Linked DNA regions of Sus scrofa: region 1 is linked to region 2. Evidence: chromatin contacts called from public Hi-C data. All regions are on one chromosome and are shown on one strand. Each heading gives the region's core, a stretch centred on a gene start, on an enhancer-like site or on the middle of the called end of the contact. The rest is flanking DNA. Distances are from core to core; before and after follow the strand shown.

The links. A called contact is a pair of places that touch in the nucleus more often than the background predicts.
Region 1: a contact with region 2 is called in a Hi-C map of skeletal muscle, with 2.9 times the contacts expected there. The contact joins two enhancer-like sites. A contact is called at or near these places in 4 of 47 Hi-C or Micro-C datasets (embryonic fibroblasts, fibroblasts, liver and 1 more).

Annotation. Positions count from the first base shown.
Region 1 is chr2:49,208,444-49,211,694 of Sscrofa11.1, reverse strand. No RefSeq gene overlaps it. Among named protein-coding and RNA genes, the nearest start is that of ADM, 21 kb to the left of the region's middle. Within about 2 kb of position 1,909, at least 18 of the 83 cell types and tissues checked have an H3K27ac peak or open chromatin away from gene starts, as enhancers often do. A contact at or near this core is called in skeletal muscle, where this site is marked.
Region 2 is chr2:49,044,249-49,047,551 of Sscrofa11.1, reverse strand. AMPD3 (AMP deaminase 3) reads left to right here. Exons shown (of 15, transcript XM_013994571.2): 7 at 2,540-2,734. Among named protein-coding and RNA genes, the nearest start is that of AMPD3, 39 kb to the left of the region's middle. Within about 2 kb of position 1,466, at least 14 of the 83 cell types and tissues checked have an H3K27ac peak or open chromatin away from gene starts, as enhancers often do. A contact at or near this core is called in skeletal muscle, where this site is marked.

The sequences.
Region 1 (3,251 bases), core at 660-3,159, 160 kb before region 2:
TTTTTTTCTTAATGCAAAATACGAGGTATGCACATAATCTTGTTTTCCGACAGATCCTTCAAAAAATCTGGCATATTAATGATTCCACTTAAAAGCCCTGAAGATGGGGGCCAGAAGGAAACTTTTTCTTTCTGAACAATGACTGAGAAGGGAATTCTAATGAATATTTTGGCACACAGATCTCATTTTCTGGCTGCATCAGGACCCAAGAGCCAGTAGGTCATAATTAAAGCCAATAATGGCAACTCCAGACAGTTATCCAAATATTTTCCTGGTGCTGTCAATTCTCTGTGTTAAATGATTTAACATCATACTTGGGGAGTGCAGAACATACAGAGAGGGAATTAAATGTTGATATAAATTCTGGAAGATGCATGGCAAGTTGCCTCAAAGACACTGTTTATTACATTCAAAGGAATCATAAAATGTTTTCTTTAGTAGATAATTTTAAAGAATCCTTTCTGTGCAGCAAAACTTGTGAAGTTTGTCCTTAAGTCCTTAGAACAAGATCACATTTTCTGCAGGAAAGAAAAATATCATGTGTTTGGGCCAAAGACCTCATGTTATGTAAATAAATGAACTTCTCCTTCCTCCATTGCACCTTACAGGAAGGTTCTCTTTGATCACCAGGAGCTGCTAATGCTGCAGATGTACTTACACAACTTACAAAAGGCCAGAGCTACTCACTTTTCCGTCAATTCCTTTTCCAGAAAGAAAACCCACAAACACGTCTGTTTGTAAAATCTGTTTAGGATCTTGAAAACAACGTCTTCAATTTTGTCTTTCTTTTCCATAACAAGTTCTGTATCTTTAAAAAATAATGACTAGGCACAATCCTCTGGCCCTCCCCCCACCCCTTTCCATCCTGACTTTAAACAGGAAGAGAGTGTCCACCTGGATGGAAATTAAGTGGCTCAATCTAAAATGGGTGTGAGAGAGTTCAGAAGCACATTTGGGGATGAAATAAACTGGTCTGTCAATTCATAAAGTCAAACCTGGATTTGTTCTGCAAAACAATTCAGCCAAAACTTGGCTTCCAGGAGTTCCTGTCATGGCTCAGCAGAAACGAATGAGGATGCAAGGTTCGATCCCTGGTCTCGCTCTGTGGGTTAAGGACCTGGCGTTGACTGCTCTGAGCTTCGGCGTAGATCGCAGACGCGGCTCGGATCCGGTGTTGCTGTGGCTGTGGCGTAGGCTGGCAGCTACAACTCCAATTCACCACCTAGCCTGGGAACCTCCATATGCTGAGGGTGCGGCCCTAAAAAGACAAAAACCAAAAACAAACAAAAAAAGACTTGGGTTCCAAACTCTAGAGCTGTGCTGGGGCAATGGAAACTTTCTGGCCACAAATTGAAGTTGGGAGCCAAGCATAATACTAAGGCAAGGAAGACATTTGAGACCAAACCAGACAGTGATCTTGGCATTGTCTCTCCCAAGCCCAGAGCTTCAGCAGTCAGTGGTCATGTAGCCTTTGGAGGTCTCTAAATCTCTAGGTACACCAGAGACCAGATTTTAAAATCCCTTTTGTCTTCCCTGTCTTTCTCTACCCACACATTTCACCTCGTGGGTTACATCATACTAGATGGTGAAAATGCTATGAGGTGCACACACAATTTTTAGGCACACTTCCACTTAATCATTCTCAGGTTTCCCTGAGGGCCGCCCCATTGTGAGTGAGCAACTCCTTGACGTTGGGCAAGAGAACACGAGACTCGCAGCCACAGCCCTTGGCTCTGTGATGGGGCCACTCTGTGCCGGTCACTTCCCTGTCTGCCTTGCAGAAAGAACCAGGCAGGCCTCTGGTTTCGGGGGAGACATTTTGGGGGTTCTCTTGTCAAAATGCACAGAGCCTACTCAAGAAGACTCTATATACTCCACATCACAAGATGGCATTGTGCCAGTTTCTGGGCCAGTTGGCTGACTCAGAAATGAGGAGATAATTCCATGACACTGTGTTTTTCAATTCTTGCCCAACGGGTTAAAAAAAAAAAAAAAAGTAAAACTTTGCTGCCACCTGCTGTTTTCTTAGGAATAAATTCTTGAACTGATTCTAGGATTAAAATAAATAAAATGATTTATTTTAGCAAAGTGCCTTGAAGAATTTGGGGGGTGGTCAGAAAACACGTTTGTATAGTTGGGTACCGACTGGCCTGTCATTTCCTGGGATGGATTGCTGGGCCTCACCAGTGTCTTTCTTCTCTCAGGCCAATAAGTCCTGTCTGTCCCATCCATTGATACAGACTTGCTCCGGCACAGGAGGGAAGGGCTGATGCCCTGACCCTGGCAACCTTCCAAGGACATCCATGCAGGGGTCTGGCCAGTGAGGTGTAGGTTTGGATGCCCTTTCCTCGTGGGCCAATGATGTCATGAAAGTCATAACCCAAGGCAAATTCCCCAGGCACAGACTGTTCCCCTCGGATGTGTCAGGGGGACCTCTTCCTCCAACATGCCCTTCTGCAGTGCATTTATCAGCAGAGGTGACTGCAAACCTTGGGATGAGGTTCATTTGTAAAATCTTCAAATGTTTTATCTCTGTCTTTCTTGAGGAAAATGAGAGAGATGAAGGGAAGCTGGAGTCTCCAGGCAAGATAAGGCTAAACCAATTTGAATCACTCCCAGGTGAGGATTCTTGAGCCCGTGTTAGATGAGGAAAGGGAGGAGAGAAATAGTATCTCCATGGAGCCCGGGCAAAGAACAGGGGAGCAGGTAATAGTCATAAGCATAGATGGGCCGAATAAGGGCCCTTGATCACCTTCCTGGTAGTACCCAGAAGACCTCCTTGTCTTGACTAGATTAATAGCTTTTTTTTAAAACAGCTGCACCTGCACCCTATGGAAGTTCCTGGGCTAGGAGCTGAATCAGAGCTGCAGCTGCTGGCCTACGCCACAGCCATGGCTACACCAGATCCTAGCCACATCCTGTGACCTATGCTGCATCTTGAGACAATGCTGGATCCTTAACCCACTGAGCAAGGCCCACATCCTCACAGAGACTGTGGCAGGTTCTTAACCTTCTGAGCCACAGTGGGAACTCCCATTAGTAGTTTTTGCTGCTACTAATCAGAAAGTGGGAATTTTTTTTCTTTGCAGTTTTGTGACCCATTTATATGGATCCATTGTCTTATGAGAAGTCTTCAGCCAAGATCTTTTTTTTTTTTTTTTGTCTTGCCATTTCTAGGGCCGCACCCGTTAACCATTGAGCCATGCCGGGAACTCCCAAGATCTTTTTTATTGGCAGAGATTAATGAATCT
Region 2 (3,303 bases), core at 217-2,716:
CACAGCAGACCATAAACATAGGCCCAGGTCTGTTCCAGGTCAGGCTGTGACTGTCCCTCCCTGCCCCCTGCCCCCTGGCTGCTTCCTCTTACTCCGGAGCCTCTGTTAGTGGAAGACAGCTGACTTTCTGAAATCCAGGATGGGCTGGAAGCTGGCCTCCACGCTTCCAAGTGGCTGTCAGTGTTGTGCGGGCCGGCCCTGAGGCATGGGCTGTGTGTGGTCATGGGTTGGTGGGGGCGGTATTTGTGCAAATCCCCAGCAGCATCACAGAAGGTCATGAGTCGTGGCCCCAGAAGTTCCAACCAGCAGGGTTGTATAACTGAGACGGTTGTTTTCTGCTCAGAGCTGAGAACCGGGGGCTGAGTGTGTTTGGTGCTTGAGAGTTGGGGGAAGATTAGGCCTTTCCCAGTTTAGTGTCAGTGTCATATCAGGGATAGGAAAATAGGTTTTGGAGTTCCCATCATGGCGCATCAGAAACAAATCTGACTAGGAACCATGAGGTTGCGGCTCCATCCCTGGCCTTGCTCAGTGGGTTGAGGATCCGGCATTGCCATGAGCTGTGGTGTAGGTCACAGATGCGGCTCTGATCCTGCATTGCTATGGCTGTGGCGTAGACCAGCAGCTAGAGCTCCCATTCAACCCCTAGCCTGGGACCCTCCATATGCCATGGGTGTGGGGCCCCCCCCAAAAAAAATAGGTTTCATCTTCTGTGCTAAACATGACCCCTGGGACTGAACCCCTGAGGCTACTCCCCAAGCTTAGTGAAGCATGTTCTAATTGGCCGCTGTCTGCCATGGGTGTGCAAACAGTCAGTGTTGGCTTAGGGGCCAGGTACTGGCCAGCCCTGTTTCGAAACTGTTTGTTTAGCCCTGGATGTTAGGTGAAAGCAAGGGACGCTCTTGGATCTTCTGGCGAATTGAAAATGCTAACCTCCAGTGACAGGTTCTTTCACTTGGGCCTAAAATAATCACCTTGGTCATCTTAAAGTTGGGATCAGATGCTTCCTGGATTGGCTGCGTGTTTTCCTCCCTCATCTTGTGACTCATGGGGGTAGGGACAGGCTGCACCCCCTGCGGTGTGTCATTGGTCTGCTGTAGGACGGCAAGAAAGCCCAAAACATGCTAAGTCATGCTGGGCAGTAGAGTCCAGCTGTGTCCAGCCGAGCTAAGCCTGGCCAACCTTCCCTGGTGGATCCCATCTGAGCCCAGCCCATCCCTGAGGTGCCTGAATCTGTGTGCTGTGCTTTGGGCGATGTTTTAACCTTTGTTACTTCCCTTCTCCGATGCCCAGTGGTCTGCCTTTCCGGAGGAGTGGCAGGATTCAGGGCAGGAAGGGCCCCGATGAGTGAGTGATGCGGCCAGGGACATGAGCTGGCTGGTAAAAAAGCTCACAGAGGTTCAGTGGATCAAATGTCTGGTTTGGCCTGAATCGGAGATGCCTGGCCAGCTGTGGACAGCGTTCCCTGGCCTGAGGTCAGCCGCCTCCTCGTCCTGGCCCTGGCGGAGTGCCCAGTTGGCTGCAGTAAGAGCTGCGCAGTGCGGGCTGGCGGCTGGCCGTGCGCTGGTCTGCGAGGCCGCTGCCACCTTCCCCAGGGACCTTGCTCAGGCCCCTTGGGCTCATGGCAGGGGTCAGGATGCTCTCACTGTGACTTCAGACCATCCCTCAGCTCAGCTAGGGCTCTATTTCTTTAGGGCTGGTGGCTGAGGGAATGAAGGTGCTGTGTGTTCCAAGAGAGGCCAGTGGGAGGAGTGGGATTTTGTGGAGCATTTGGTGGGCTAGAACCAAGCTATTAGAATCTCCCACCCTTGGCCCATTCCTTGATCCATGGATTCAATGTCATAGCAGGCTCTGGGGTAGGCGCTGGAGACTTAGATCCATCCATTGTGGTCCCTGCCCTTGAGAGCTGAGTTCCCCATCTAGTGACAAAGGAGACAGACAGTTACAACTATGGATTGGAGGACATATATGGTGACAAGAATGTCCGTGCTAGGGTCCCAGGTTGGATAAGGGAAAAACTGATCCATTGTACTTGAGGATCAGAACGGGCTTCTCACTGGAGGAGATCTTAGGAAATTACCAGGTAGATGAGACTGGTGAGGAGGAAGGCAGGCATGCCAGGCTGAGAACACTCGGAGTAGACTAGCACAGTGCCTCGGGGACCTCTAAGTGGGGTGTCCTGGCTGGAGCAGAGAACTGGGCAGTGGCAAGGGAGACTTAGGTTTGAAGTAAGCCTTGAATCCCAGGCTAAGGAGCTTGAGCTTTATCTCGAAGACTTGGCGGGGCCGGGGGGTGGCGTGGATGATTTGTTAACAGGAGTGGGATCCATCTCTTGATGCTGTAAGGAGGGGGACTGGGCAGAAGAGCTAGAGGGAGGAAGACCCATTCCAAAGTCGAGACGAGAAATGGGGCAGGAGCTCCAGCATCAGTGGAGATGCTGAGGCTCTGCGCTCTGGACTGAGGCCCCAGCATCCTGATTCATGTTGCCAGAGACATGGCTCAGCTCACGTGCTGGTGCGGGGCCGGGGGGACTGTGTTGCAGGTGGACACACACATCCACGCGGCTGCCTGCATGAACCAGAAGCACCTGCTGCGCTTCATCAAGCACACGTACCAGACGGAACCCGACCGGACAGTGGCCGAGAAGCGGGGCCGGAAGATCACCCTGCGGCAGGTGTTTGACAGCCTGCACATGGACCCGTACGACCTCACTGTGGACTCGCTGGATGTCCACGCGGTGAGTGACCTTGGCCCCAGGGCCTTACAGTCCTGGGTGGGGGCTTAGCCTCCTGGGAAACAGCCACAGTTGGACTTGAAGAGGAGCTGGCTCTGAAGGCATCCTTCTCTTCTGGCCATGGGGACAGTGAGAGGTTGTTTGACCTCACAGAGTAACAGGGCTGGGAGCAGCTCTGGGACAGGGGAAAAGAGTATGTGACTTGGAGTCAGACAAGTCCCCTTTGGGTGATTCCACTTCTGCCCTTAGGCAACTCGTTTAAGTGTTTATTTCCTTGCTTATAAAATGGTGACTGCCACATGTCTTACTGACATTCCAAAGTTATTAAAATACCAAATGAGGTGGGAAGTGGCTATAGAAAACAGTATGGCATTTCCTTTAAAAGTTAAATGTGAAATTACCATATATGCCAGCAGTTCCACCCCTAGGTATGTGCCCCAGATAAGTGAAAGCAGGGACTAAAACACATGCTTGCACATTAGAGCTTTTAGCTGCATTATTCACGGTGGCCAAAAGGTGGACAAAATGTGAGTATCCATCAATAGCTGAATGGATAAACAAAATGCAGACAC